Regions from separate parts of the Mus musculus genome. Here regions 1 and 3 are each linked to region 2. The links are chromatin contacts, called in public Hi-C and HiChIP or PLAC-seq maps. All regions are on one chromosome and are shown on one strand. Each heading gives the region's core, a stretch centred on a gene start, on an enhancer-like site or on the middle of the called end of the contact. The rest is flanking DNA. Distances are from core to core; before and after follow the strand shown.

Evidence for each region. A called contact is a pair of places that touch in the nucleus more often than the background predicts. HiChIP or PLAC-seq counts read pairs in DNA pulled down with a chosen protein or histone mark.
Region 1: a contact with region 2 is called in a Hi-C map of cortical neurons, with 3 times the contacts expected there. The contact joins the enhancer-like site here to the promoter of Ppp1r12a in region 2. A contact is called at or near these places in 4 of 39 promoter capture datasets (the C10 cell line, the HPC-7 cell line and hematopoietic stem and progenitor cells), 2 of 15 datasets of contacts at CTCF or cohesin (CD8 T cells and the NIH/3T3 cell line), 5 of 484 Hi-C or Micro-C datasets (cerebral cortex, cortical neurons, embryonic fibroblasts and 1 more), 6 of 115 datasets of contacts at active chromatin or transcription factors (bone marrow-derived dendritic cells, embryonic fibroblasts, embryonic stem cells and 3 more) and 1 of 9 other capture datasets (adipose tissue).
Region 3: a contact with region 2 is called in an H3K4me3 HiChIP or PLAC-seq map of neural progenitor cells, with 18 read pairs. The contact joins the enhancer-like site here to the promoter of Ppp1r12a in region 2. A contact is called at or near these places in 5 of 39 promoter capture datasets (the C10 cell line, the HPC-7 cell line, hematopoietic stem and progenitor cells and 1 more), 2 of 15 datasets of contacts at CTCF or cohesin (CD8 T cells and the NIH/3T3 cell line), 3 of 484 Hi-C or Micro-C datasets (the N1E-115 cell line, embryonic fibroblasts and nephron progenitors), 12 of 115 datasets of contacts at active chromatin or transcription factors (SST interneurons, bone marrow-derived dendritic cells, bone marrow-derived macrophages and 8 more) and 2 of 9 other capture datasets (adipose tissue and pancreatic islet).

Annotation. Positions count from the first base shown.
Region 1 is chr10:107,990,760-107,995,575 of GRCm38.p6, forward strand. No RefSeq gene overlaps it. Among named protein-coding and RNA genes, the nearest start is that of Gm29685, 47 kb to the left of the region's middle. Within about 2 kb of position 2,087, at least 14 of the 459 cell types and tissues checked have an H3K27ac peak or open chromatin away from gene starts, as enhancers often do. A contact at or near this core is called in adipose tissue and cortical neurons, where this site is marked.
Region 2 is chr10:108,160,528-108,164,900 of GRCm38.p6, forward strand. Ppp1r12a (protein phosphatase 1, regulatory subunit 12A) reads left to right here and starts at 1,571. Exons shown (of 25, transcript NM_001368736.1): 1 at 1,571-2,109. The coding sequence starts at 1,873.
Region 3 is chr10:107,969,284-107,973,957 of GRCm38.p6, forward strand. The region is part of intron 5 of Gm29685 (predicted gene, 29685); the gene reads left to right. Among named protein-coding and RNA genes, the nearest start is that of Gm29685, 25 kb to the left of the region's middle. Within about 2 kb of position 2,653, at least 10 of the 459 cell types and tissues checked have an H3K27ac peak or open chromatin away from gene starts, as enhancers often do. A contact at or near this core is called in neural progenitor cells and neural tube, where this site is marked.

The DNA.
Region 1 (4,816 bases), core at 837-3,336, 170 kb before region 2:
GCCTCATTTATACACTTTATCACTGAGCCGCATACCTTACCCCTGGTATGTATATTTTTAAAATACAGGACTTCCTATACATTTAACTATTTCTAAGTTCTCAAGTGAGGAATGTCATGCAATAAGCATCTAATGAATGGCAAATATGTTCAAGGCGGACATTCTGCTGGTAAAAGGTGAACAGGACTTACAGTGATGCTTTCATGGATCTTGCTTCCTAGCTGCAGAGCTCAGTGGTGATATAGTTGCTTTTTAAATGAATTTTATGAAAAGAAAACGGAACTAATTGGAAGAAACTTGCATGGTCAAAGAAATGCCATTTAAACTAAGCATTGTAAATTAATAATAATCAGCCATAGGATGAGAAGAGAGAATATTCTGGCTGAGGGGAAAACAAGTAAAGAGATGCTGCAGTCAGAAACATAAGAACCACAAAAGGAAAAGAAAAAGAGTGGAGGAGGAAGAGGAGGAAGAAAAAGAGGAAAAGGAGAAGGAAGAAGAGGAGGAGAAAGAGAAAGAGGAAAAGGAGGAGGAGGAGGAAGAGGGAAGGGAAGGGGAGGAACAGCTTTTAGCTAGAGGTCAGAGAGCAAAGAAAACATGGTGAGAGGTTCCCTACATGGTGGGTAGGAGTCTCATAAATGCTTTTAGTATCTAAGAAACAATGAAAGCTGAAGTGGGTATGACCAGATTTCTTTCAAACCACTATGTCTGTGGTCAGGAGAAAGGAAGTAAGGGTGGGCTCAAGAAAAGGATCGCCCGGAAATTTCTCCACGTAGTCAAAATAAGCGAGAATGAATCTCTAAGTAGACAAATGAGATGGGTCTCAGAACCCTTAAAATATAAATCAGTAAGTCAATAATAAATTGAGCATAGAGTGGATGGATGAGAAGGAATAAAAGCTGATTCCCTTTCTTCTGGCTGATGACATTCACATATGGAACACGTGAAAGAGTCCTGCTTGGGCGGAACAGTAGTAAGGCCATTTGAATGGTACGCAAGCATAGACTACATAGCAAGTGGATGGTTGTAAGTGTAAGCACTAGGGACACCCACATCCCTAGTGTTGTCCCAAAGTCCCAGAGCTATTCTGTGAGATGGGTTCTATATATTCTCTATTTGCCAATAAGCAATGTGAGATACCAGGAAATAGGTCAACTCTTCAGCCTCACAGAGAATGTACAATAGAGTTCTCTGGCCACATTGGGCAGCCTGATTATCCTAGAGAAGTTACTCAGGAACATTGTAGATTTGTCAATTAATGGATTCACAGGTCTAGAATTTGTAAGTCTGAAGAAGAAGAGAGAGGAAAGAAAAATACTAGAAATCTTTTTTTAGGAAAGTTGATTACGTAAGAGAACAGAAGGTTGCATTTCAGAATAAAAACATGACTTGATCCTTAGAGACCAAATGTCCTTTCACCAGAATTTTTTAAAATTCGAAAGGGAACAAATCACTGAACCCTTCTCAAAGGATTTTGTGTTTTAATACAAGGAAGACATCAATACCACAGGATTCTGCCTATAGCAACTCGAGCATGGGGCTCCTATATTAAGCTTTTCTCGTCATTAGTATTGTTTCCTTAAGAAACGCATCATTTGCATGAGATGTCATTCTGTCTCTCACATGAGGACTTAAGACACTGCTTTCACAATAAATGATATGAATTCAACACGTAACCAAGGACTTCATATTTCACTATGTGTAGTATACTATCCCCCCTCACAGCCTCCAGATAAACATGCTATCATAAGAAAAATAATTACATTTATTGAATTATGTTCGTAGATGGAGAGCAGAGAGGGAAAGCTGTCCCCTTTCCGCGTTCTATTTCTGGCAAGCATTCAAGAGCCTTCACATGAGAAGGGAGGACGTTGAGAAGGGAGGACATTGAGAAGGGGTAATGAGAAAGAAGAGTTCCAGAATGAGGAGGTGTGTGACTACCTTGAGTCTTCTTCCACCCAGATATTCTAAGTACTTAGAATTCCTCATATGAAAAAAAAAAAACCTGCATATGCATTCCACCCACTCGCCACCACAAGAACTAAAAGAACTCAGAGGCATTCAGAGGCATTCGGCCTGTGCTGACTTGTACCACACATTTTATCTAAACTCTTCTGGTAACAGCAACCTTCCCTAGGAGGAGCAAGCTGTATTTGACCAAAAGAGAGAGCAAGAGACTCAGCAGGAACTTCTTAAAGTGCTTTGAAAGCAAACATTTGGATTGTAGCCAAAGAAACCCACTCTTTCAAACCCAGGGGCTCCCCATTTTGCCTTTCACTGAGCACTTATTCACCAGCACACTGCAACTACCAAATTTTCATCACACAATTATTAATGTCCTCTGATAAGTAGGAATTGAATATTCAGAGCTAATACAGTTTGTTTTATAAAGAGAACAACCCTGAATACCAAGTCTGTCCAGCATTAGATGGAAGAATATATATGGAGAAGCTGAGACATGTATGCATATATATTACTTGAAGCCTGATGACTGAAAAGAATTCTTATTTTTCCAGATCTTTTTTTTTTTTGAAGTTCAATTTTCATACACTTCAATTAAGTAAAATTCCAACACTTTTCTTTTCCTTTCCCTCTATCAAGTCCTGCCTGTCCCAGGTTCCATCCTTACAACCTTTGCCATGGCCTCCGGTCTCAAATTGATAGCCTCTTTTTCTTTAATTAGAATTGTTACATTGTGTATGTAGGCAGAAATGTATAAATACAACTTGATGAGTCTGTTTCTATTGTTCGTATGGATATGGTTTCAAGGCTGACGACTTTGTATGGATAACCGCTAATTCTCTCCCAGCAGCTACTAGTATCCTATAGTACTTTGCATACAGGTGAGACCCCATGAAATTTCCCTCCTATCATATTAACACATCTATTGATACTGCCCCATTGTTTCAGTCTTGTGCATGCAACCATCTCTCAAAGAGACTTGTTTCACAGCAGAGTTCCTGATAGTCTGGCTCTTAGAATCTCTTTTGCCCCCTCTTCCATGATGTTCCACAGACACAGGTGCTGTAGCGCAGATGTCTTCACTGGGGCTCGGCTCCTCAGCACCCACTCATCTCTGTATTGTGTCCAGTTGAAGTTTTCGATGGTAGCTCTATTAGCTGTAAAGAGAAGCTTCTTAGAGGAAGGGTGGTAGCTATAGCAGAGGGGGTGGCTAACCAACAGTGTCCGTAGGTAGCTATAACAGAGGGGGTGGCTAACCAACAGTGTCCGTAGGTAGCTATAGCAGAGGGGGTGGCTAACCAACAGTGTCCGTAGGTAGCTATAACAGAGGGGGTGGCTAACCAACAGTGTCCGTAGGTAGCTATAGCAGAGAGGGTGGCTAACCAACAGTGTCCGTAGGTAGCTATAGCAGAGGGGGTGGCTAACCAACAGTGTCCGTAGGGTCAGAGCTGAAACTCAGCTTGCAGGTTCCCAGATGGCATGGGGTTGAGAGAAGGGAAGGATTACTTTTTTAATCTATATTAGCATTTTCTCCGTTTGAAATGGGAAAAACAGGGAGGGACCACGTGAGAGTAGAGGAAGCAGAGAAACAAAGCAGGAAAAGATTGGTTCATTCTAGCACAATAATTACAGCCAGTCTGGATCATTCATTCTCTGAAAAAAAAAATTCGTAGAGTTGTAAAAATGGCTTATGCCCCGACCCCAACTGGAAAGAACTAAGAAAGTGGCTGGTTTCCATAAAATACTAAACTTGTTACTAATTTCCAGTGGATTTAAACACTTTCTAGCAGTTTGGAAGACAGTGAATTTTAGAAAGTTACCATCAACTATGTTAGTTTATGTGGCCCTCTGTTCACTGTTCATAAGATCAGCATAAATATTCTCTTAAGGTTACAATATTTACTATCAACTGGGCATCTCAAAGGCCTGAGCTCTGAGACAAATGTTCAGACTGTCATTATATTAATTGTGGATGGAGGGGGACTCCTGACCTCTATGCTTGGGGAAATGAGAAGAGATTAGTCCAAGGAACTAAATCAGAGCCTTAGGTACCACTGACCCTTTCCAAACTGACTTTTGATCAATGAAGTATTTCCTTTAAAGTATAATCAATAGCAATGACCACAGAGTATGGGCCACACAGTTGCTAGCTTCCCCCTCTATAACACAATAGGAAGGAAAGAAACCGTCCTATTTAGTGAGGATTCTGTACTCTTGGACTTATCAAGGAAGAAATTAGCCTTCAAAGGGAAATTAGTCATTCTTAGTCATTCTTGAGCTGGTTTATTTTAATAATAATTCTAAATGTCCCCCCAAACTTGGCATTCTAGAAATAATGATTCACAGATCTTTCATTTTCATTGAACAATTTTGAATAGAGGAAGCCAGTGACTGTGACTTCTGTGTTTGTTCACTAGGACCACTGCAGCTTCTAGCCACTCATCTTGTAAGAGAGACAATGGTTGTGATTTTAGATGGCTGGATTTTTGAACCCCTTTATCTAAAGATCCTAAAACTCTACCAGAAAAATATTCATATACTCTTTCTACAGAAAAGGAAAAGAGCAGTGGTGAGTGGCTTAAAATATCAAACAGTGGGTATAAATCACTCAATACCTCATCCCCTTTCTGCTGATGTAAAGTCCATTGTCATAGCAACGGGGATCAAAAATAGCAACTTATGAGAAACACTAGGTTTACTGGAGCACATGGAAGTTTTAGTTTGGTGTTGAGCCAAATCTTGAAAAAATAATCTTAGACTAATACCTACATGTTATTTTTAGCACTTCTGAGATGTAATGTTTAAAATACAGAATAAGGGGAGGGTAACTCATTTTTTCCCACTTAACAAAGAC
Region 2 (4,373 bases), core at 321-2,820:
AGAGAGAGAGAGAGAAGAAGAAGAGGAGGAGGAGGAGGAGGAGGAGGAGGAGGAGGAGGAGGAGGAGGAGGAGGAGGAGGAGGAGGAGGAGGAGGAGGAAGAAGAAGAAGAAGAAGAAGAAGAAGAAGAAGAAGAAGAAGAAGAAGAAGAAGAAGAAGATGATGATGATGATTCAGTACCAAACACCACTGTTCTCATTGTTGTGCAGAGGTCTAGTGGTATGATCCTCAATACATTTTATGAAGATATAGATGTATTTCATGTGTGGCACACTCGTTTTGTGTTTCAAGGAAGTAGTTTTATCTTAGCTTGGATTTTATTACTATTCCTAACATTGAAATTCAGAATATTCAGTTCTATAAGGTGGTTCCCCCAGCATATTTTACTCAGTTATTCTAATCTACCAGAAAGGCAACATGCTGAAGAGTAAGAAAATAACTTTTCACTGCTGTATTCCCAGCACTGGGAGGCGGTTAGGGGCAAGGCAACTATTTTCTTTGGGGGTGGGGGGGTTCACAGTCTACAGGATTCCCAAAAAGGACCAGTGGTAGGGTTTTATGACATTATAGATCTAAAGTGTATGGGACGGGAGAGTGTTTAGAAAAGGCAAAGCTAAAATCTCCTTATGATGTTCTTTGCAACACAAGAATTTAAGAAATGGGCTCAAATAAATCGTATTTACTGTATTTTCAGAGCCTAGGAAGTCACGACTTTTTAGACATGTACTGGATAAATATCAGTCGAAGTAACTGCCTTCGTCCACATTCCTTTTGAATTCTAGACGCAGCCGGGTCTTTACTCCATAGAAAGCAATGGAGCTGAAACCGTAAATCCCTTAAAAGGTCAGGAGCAGTTAACAAGGCTGAACTAGCCCTCATGGGCAGTGCCACCCAGGCCGAAAAGCGATGGAGGAAGAAGAAATCAAAACAGGCTTAAAGACGGGGGAAAAACAAAACAACAATACTGAGCAAGCCTAAGAGGAAAGACATTTCTGCAGTGGGTGTTTGCAGGAAGCCACTGCAATTAACCGCAGGTCACCATCCCCTGCCAGTAGGCGATCACCTCGGTCAATGCCACCGGGGCCGTGGAGACGACTCCGACCCCACTTTTAAAACGCTCTCATCAGGATCGCCCGGGTTTCCCCCCGAGTTCCTCGGGAAGAGCAACCCCCACAAGCACCTAATGCACGACCCGTGTCCTCTCCATTCAAATCACGCAGCCAATAGGAAAACCCTCCGCCCCGGGCAGACGCCTCGCGCGGCCCGCCGAGCCCGGGAGGAGGCAGGCAGGTCAGCCCGGTCCCGCCTCGCCGCCCGACCCGGCTGCCTCTAGAGCTCTCGGTCCCGCCGGACGAGACAACCTTCCTTCCCGGCCTCCTCCCTTCCAGGAGCGGCCCAGCCCCCGGCTGCCAGAGCCACACCCGCTTCCCTCCGGTAGCGCCCCCGCCAGCGCTCGGCCCCCGAGCTCTTCCTGGGCCGGGCCGAAGCCGAGGCCCAGGCCGAGGCGGGAGCGCGCATGCGCACTGGGCCGCAGGGCGCCTCCCCGGCCGCGATCTCGCGAAGTTACGCTCAGCCGGGCCGCGGCTGACGGACTGACGGGCGGGCGGCCGTGCCGGGGGCGGGAGGGCGTCTGTGGTAGGAAGAGAGGCCCGCTCGGCCGGGCTCGCCCCAGTGCTCTGTGGGATACTGGAAGTCTCGAGCGTCTCCTCCCCGGCTCGCGGCTCCGCTCCGCTCCGGCCCCTCTCTCTCTCTCTCTCTCTCTTTCTGTCGCCGACGCGGTCGCATACTCCCCCCGGCGGCGTCCCCTCGCCGCCGCCGCCCCCTTCCCCCCCGCCCCAGCTCGCGATAAGAGGAGCCGGCGGCTGGAGAGGGGATGAAGATGGCGGACGCGAAGCAGAAGCGGAACGAGCAGCTGAAGCGCTGGATCGGCTCCGAGACGGACCTCGAGCCGCCCGTGGTGAAGCGCCAGAAGACCAAGGTGAAGTTCGACGATGGCGCCGTCTTCCTCGCCGCCTGCTCCAGCGGCGACACGGACGAGGTCCTCAAGCTGCTGCACCGCGGCGCCGACATCAATTACGCCAATGTGGACGGACTCACCGCCCTGCACCAGGTCTGTGTGCCCGGCGTCCCCTCATCCGGACCCCGGAACCCCGGGGCCCGCTGTGGTGCTCGCGCCCGGGGCCGGGGCTGAGGCCGGGGGGTGGCGGGAGACTCCCTGCTTGCGGGTGAGGGGGCGGCTCCGTCGCGGGAGGCTGGCTGGGGCGCGGGGCTCCGGGCCCCCCTCCAGAGCCGCTCGCCCGCAGCCTGTGCAGTTTGGGGGGGGACCCGGCCGATGTTCCTGGGCGCGGGGCAGAATGGACTGTGGTCCTCTTGGGGGCCTCCAGGGCCATTTGTGGACATGTGTCTGGGTCTGGTAGTCTGGGTCAAGCCGAGCCGGAGAGTAATGGGTTGTGCCGAGGCCCGGTGTCAGTGATAGACCGTGGGGCGGGGAGGGTTGTTGAAAAAAAAAAATCCACTAACAGGGACTCTTGGGGCAGATGGAGCCCACTGGCCTGGAGGTGGGCATTGGTGTTGGTGTACATTTTTAGGACTTGATTACAAATGAGGATGATGATATTAGTGATCCCGAACCCTTAAAGCCCGAACCCTTAAAGCCGGGTGCCCCGAGCGAACGATTTCCTGTTTTCTCCTTTATTACTCTTGGTCACTGGGGAGGGGGAAACGGGGTGTAATTAGCTAATCCGGAGTGGCTGAAAGAGAGGGGATTGGTAGTGAATCTGATAAGGGAAGTCTTCCCGAGTGGGCTTGCCCACCTCGTAACTGGAGTCTATGGGTTCCTGTACTCGAAGTTGGTCGCAGTCACAGATCCCTGAGTCCTGGCTCCTGGAGTGCACACCGGGGCTAGGGAAGATGGGAATAAACACTGTGTACTCCTCAAAGACAGTTGCCAAACTTTATTATTATTATTTTTTTATTTTTTGGTGGTGGTGGTGGGGAGGGGGAGAGAAAAAAAAAAAACCAAAGCTAATCACAACCTTTTCTCAAAATGGATGCTTTGTGCATGTTAAAGTTTTATAGTAGTCCGATTGGGATCTCTCAATGTTAGCCAAATAAGGAGAAACTATTGGCAATCCAGAGATAATGTTGCTTTGCCTTTAACAAGCCAAAAGCAACAGAACCCTTAGAGTTCTGCTTGAAAAGCAAGTTTAAAGTGCTGGTAATAGATGCCACGACAGATTCTTTCTATTTTCATATTAAGAAACTTGGAATTACTAGGAAATTTACAGTGAAAAAGAATTTTCCCGCTCCCCTCAGACTCCTCTTGGTTGTGTGGGAGAGCATAGCTCTATTTTGAATAATAGTGTGGTTAAAAACAGAGGTTGAAACCTAAGGCTCCGCACTTTGTACCTAAACTTTATTATTTTGTGCCTGTTAACTTTATACCTTTTAAAAAGACATGGTATGGAGGCATTTTCCTTTTATTGTTTCCTGCTTTAATAAGTGATGACCATTTAAAGTTTTATTTAATCAAATTCACATATCAAGCTTGGCGTAGCCTTTGTTTACAAAGCTGACTGGAAGGGCTGAAGTGCCTGACAATCTGCAGGACAGATCTGGAATTTAGAATGGCACCAAAGGAAAATATAGGGTGGTTCTCTAATGTAATGCAAAGTTCATTTGCTTACAGCTTAAGGCACATTATAAATCTAGATCTGGAAACATGGTTTTGAGAAGGAAATCACCTTCAGCATTAAAAATTTTTATCATATAACATTAAAAAAATAATCTTCTTTTTTCACATGTCCTTGGCAAGTTTAAATGAGAAATTGGTTCTGAGACACACTTAACTATATGTCAGAATAATTGGATAGTGGTTTATATCAGCATGTTTTCTAAAACTAAGTAGAAGTGTGAAGTTTATTCCCTTTGGAGAATTGTACTGGCTTAGAGGAAGAAGACAATGTCTAACATTTTTTTTTAATGTTGCAGTACTAGTTTAGATAGTTGAAAAGACAAGAAATTGGCTTTTAAAGGCTTGTGTTTAACAGTTTTTACTTATTTAAAGAAGCCAGACTTAATGATATCTTCTTGATTAACTGAATTCAGTGGTTTAGTGAATGTAGGTATAGTCTCTATGACTGCATATTTTGTTTGAGTTGACAGGAGATGTTTCTAAGTTTATGCCATTTGTATAAAGCATTTTTATTTGCAGTTGGTGTGGAGCACGTTCCTTAAATCAAAGAAGCCAAAGTCCCTAAAAGATGAAGCATTGTGGGGCTGGAGAGATTGCTTAGTGGTCAAGAGCAGTGGCTGTCCTTGGAGAGGTCCTAAGTTCAATTCCCAGTACCCACATGGCAGCTCACAACTGTCCTG
Region 3 (4,674 bases), core at 1,403-3,902, 190 kb before region 2:
AAACAACAAACAGGGATTTGAAATGCTGATGTTGAGAAAATAGTATCGTGCCCTGATTAAAGAAAAATAACTGACCTTAAAAATGATGTCTTCCTGGCATTATGATCAACATTTCAACACTGGGTAACTGGACAAAGTGGGGGTTTCACTGCAGCATTTCTCTACTTGCACAGTGTTGGTTGGTCATTTCACCCCCTTTATTAGCTTTCCTTATTCCTCCTTTCCACTTCACGTCCATCATAACACCTTCATTTACATTCACATTCCCCTTGCCTTTGGAGTCCACAATTTGGGAGAAATGTGCAATGCTTGACTTTGTAAGATGGTCCTTGATTCTATTCATTTTCCTCCAAACAAAACATCATTCTTCTTTATAAAAGAATAATATGTTACATATAAAATATTTTTTCATTATTATCCATCTATGTCTTAGCTACCTTTCTATTGCTATGATAAGACATTATGACCAAGAGCAACTTGAAAAGCAAAGGGTCTATTTCATCTTACAGTTTGTAATTCATCATCCAGGGAAGTCAGGCAAGGAATTCAAGGCAGGAACCTGGAGACAGGAACTTATGGAAAAATCTGGAAAAGTGCTGCTTACTGACGTGCTCCTGATGGCTTGTGCAGCCTACATTCTTAAACACCCCAGGACTCCCAGCCTAAGTATACCTCTGCCTACATTGGGCCTGACCCTCGTACGTCATCAATCCATCAATCACTAAATCAAAAAAAAAAAAAAAAAGTCCCACAAACTTGCCTACAAACCAATCTTAGGGAGGCAATTTCTCAGTTTTGGTTCCCTCTTCTCAGATAACCCCAGCTTGTGCCATGTAGACAAAACACTGGCCAGTACAATTTGTTGATTGGCATCTAAGCTAATTTCACAGTTTGAAGATTGTGAGGCAATAGAAACGTACATTCAGCTATTTCTGTAGTAAGTTGACTTTGATCTCCTGAAGGCATGCTCACCAATTTATGGGTCATGTATTTCAGGCGGATTTTTAATTTTTGAGAAATCCCCCATACTGATTTCCAAGTTGCTGAGCTAATTGTTCTCATTGTTGACAAAAGTACAACAAAGCATACATTGGTGTCCTAGTTAGGTTTCTAATTGCTATGCTAAACACCATAACCAAAGGCGTACTTGGATTACATTCTGTCATTGAGGGAGGAGGTCAAGGAAGAAACTCAAGGGAGGGATCTAAAGACCAGAACTGAAGAGGTGATGAAGAAACATTTCTTTTACTGGCTTGCTCCTCATGCCTTGTTCAGCCTACTTTCTTAAACGAGTATGTTTATGTCCAAGATTTGCAACCTCTGCAGTGAGCTAGGCTCTCCCATATCAATCATCAATCAAGAAAATGCATGTCAGACTTGCCTATAGGTCAATCAATCAATTGAATGCATTCAAATGACACTATCTTGTGTCAAGTAGACATTCAACTAATCTACGCAAATGGGAAGAAGGAATTCTTTCAACAAACAGTGCTGGAAAAACTGGGCATCTCCATGTAGAAGCAGGAAATTAGATCCTCATCTTTCACTCTGTACAAAAGTGAACTCAGAATAAAGACCTTAATGCAAGACCTGAAGCATTGAATTACTAGAGGAAAGCATGTCAAGATATAGACATAGGCAAGAACTTTCTAAATAGGGTTCCGGTAGGTCAGACGATGATAGCAAGAATTGATGAGTGGGATCTGTATCCAATTTAAAACTTCTGCATAACAACAACAAGTCAATAGAAGAAACACCCTTTAGTGTACAAGAAAAATCCATGGCAAATATTCACCCCATAAAGGATAAGGATCTAAAATATAGAAAGAAATTTAAAAATTGAAGAGCAAAAAGACAAATAATCCAATTTATTAATGGGCAAATTAGTTGACACGTTTCTTAAACTCCATGTATTCTAGAAGGCACTGGCTCAACTCATTTCAGAACACTTGGCGTCCTGTGTTATGACATAGTACTTGATGGCATAGATTCAATCACAGGAAAATATGCAGAAAGCAAGGACCAGCCAAGGTACTGACACGTGTTCTTTACACCTTTCTATTCTCTAAACAAACTTGGTTTTGTCTGATATAAAAGCAAGACATGGGAAGGGGATTTTTAATTCAAAGCTCACACTCTTTCTTCCAAAAGCATTTTTTTTTAACATAGTCACTTTACAAAGTCCAGAGTGCAAGCGAGGACTCAAGTTGCAGAGCAATTACATGGGTTTCTGCATTTGGAAACTTGGTTCCTCCAAGCCACAGAAATGAAAACAAAGCATATATGAAAAATGACCGTCCTGCTGTTCTGTGAGTGTTTGCATGCTGTTTCCCAGCAGAGACCCAGCCTCAGACTTGTGCACGCTCAGAAAGGTAAAAGACTGCATTTGAGGAACAGGACTGGAGGAATAGAGCTCATCTCTTTTGTTCCCTGCCAAGCTTACCTTGACATTTACTTTTATAAACACAATCAGCAAAGACTTGCAAAGAAATTATCCTTTCAGTCCACATCTGGAGTTTTTCTTGGCTGCCACATTTTAAACCAGCTAAGAGAGTCATTCTCTTCCATTCAGCAATAATCATTAGCAATGCACTGTGCCTTGTGTTGCATCTCATGCCTAACTTCCTTTTGGACTAGGAATGGCATCTTCTTTTTGTCACAGCAGGGTGAAATGAAAAGCCCTTTGTGTCACTTTTGTATTCCACTAACCATCCTAGTATATGCTGATGGCCATGCAAAGGGAACATGGAAGCACTGAAAACTACTTTGTTGCTGGGGTTACAGCTCATCTATTTCTTCTTTCACTCATACATTAGAATGTTATCCTAGAACTGAGTTAAGAAGGTAGAGGTATACAGATATTTCAATCTAAATGTTGTCTCGTATATGTTTAATCTACCTGTACAATTTAAAGGAAGAGAACAGACTCAGCAAAATATTCTTGGGATTTTGTTGTTGCTCTTTTAAACACTTAACCACCACTACCCCTTAAAAAAAAAAAAGGATTCAAATGAAATGGTCTGAGCCTAAGAGGGACTGGGGCTCTAATTATTTATACAAATCATATGACAATAGTGTATTCTTTCCTCTGTCATGTTTACAAAACAGTGTTCTGAAACTAAATTCACAATTTACGTGAGTGTTGCTCTGTATTCTCTCTGGGTGGTTTTTGTTTTGTTTTGTTTTGTTTTGTTTTATTTTGTTTGCATTCTTACCCCTCAGTAATTTAGGCACACCTTCAGCTACCAGAACTCAACACAATTTGTTCCCATTTAACATTACTCCATCCCATCTGCAGACACCAAACCCAGACACTGTTGCTGATGCCAAGAAGCACTTGCTGACAGGAGCCTGGTATAGCTGTCCCCTGAGAGACTCTGCCAAAGCCTGACCAATACAGATGCAGATACAGGGACCCCAGTGGAGGAGTTAGGGGAAGGACTGAAGGAGCTGAAGGGGTTTGCAACCCCATGGGAAGAACAACAATATCAACCAACAAGACACCCCCCCCCCTTCTCCCAGAGCTCCCAGGGACTAAACCACCAACCAAAAAAGTACACATGGAGAGACCCATGGCTCCTACTGTATATGTGAGAGAGGATGGCCTTGTCCGGCATCAATGGGAGGGGAGGCCGTAGGTCCTGTAAAGGCTTGATTCCCCAGTGTAGGGGAATGCTAGGGCAGTGAGGTGAGAGTTGGTGGCGGGGGGGGGGGGGTAGAGCCCTCATAGAAACAGGAAGAAGAAGTGATGGCATAGGGATTTTTGGAGGGGAAAGCAGGAAGGGGGACAACATTTGAAATGTAAACAAATAAGATAACCAACTAAAAAAAACAAGATTACTAAAGGATAAAAGGATTGAGTGCTAGTCACACATAAACCCATAGAGACGTTCCCCTTCCTGATTTGTACTGTGTTGTCATGTCAGCCAAGCTCTGTTAGCTTAAATACTATATTATAATTGTAGAACACCTACATAATACAGAGTGAAGAGTTGTGGTCATAGTTCTGTTTACTTGGCCAATTTAGAAACCCAAACAAGGTCATTTGAACTGGTTCTATGGGTCTTTCTGGTTTTGCCCAACTTGGTTGAATTTACCTTTTTGTACAGATCCTCCCATATAGGGAAGAATAAGAGACCTCTGTAAAATCATGCCTCAGAATAAAGAGGTTGTCACGGATATGTGACATCTATACTCCATTTATTAATGTCAAGAATTTGTCTTGTATGGACTCCCAAGATCGATAATTTCATACAGATGGGTAGGAGATGTTTATATCAGTTACACTTCCAAGGACTTGAAGCAAATAGGATGGGATATGAGGAAAGTTGGAATGGAATTGAAGTCTCAGCACAGGCCTCAGTGTGTTCCCTAGAGTCCCCAGAAGGGCTGTCCCCTCACATCTGAGCTGAACTAAAGCAAGGAGCCAGGCCTCTGTGTCCATTTTTATTTCATATCTCCACCCAAATCAACCAGCCATAGAAACTATGCTGCTTCCAAGAAGGAAATGAGGAGGGAATTGGGAACAAGCTCTCTGTACCCAGCACTTCTGATCCCCAAGGGAACAAGGTCACTGCTGTGACAGCAGGTTCTGCTATAAAGTATGAGCACAGAGAGAGGACTCTGGGGGTGGAGAATGGAGAATGCAGGGACACAAGCCATTCACCTTGTCTT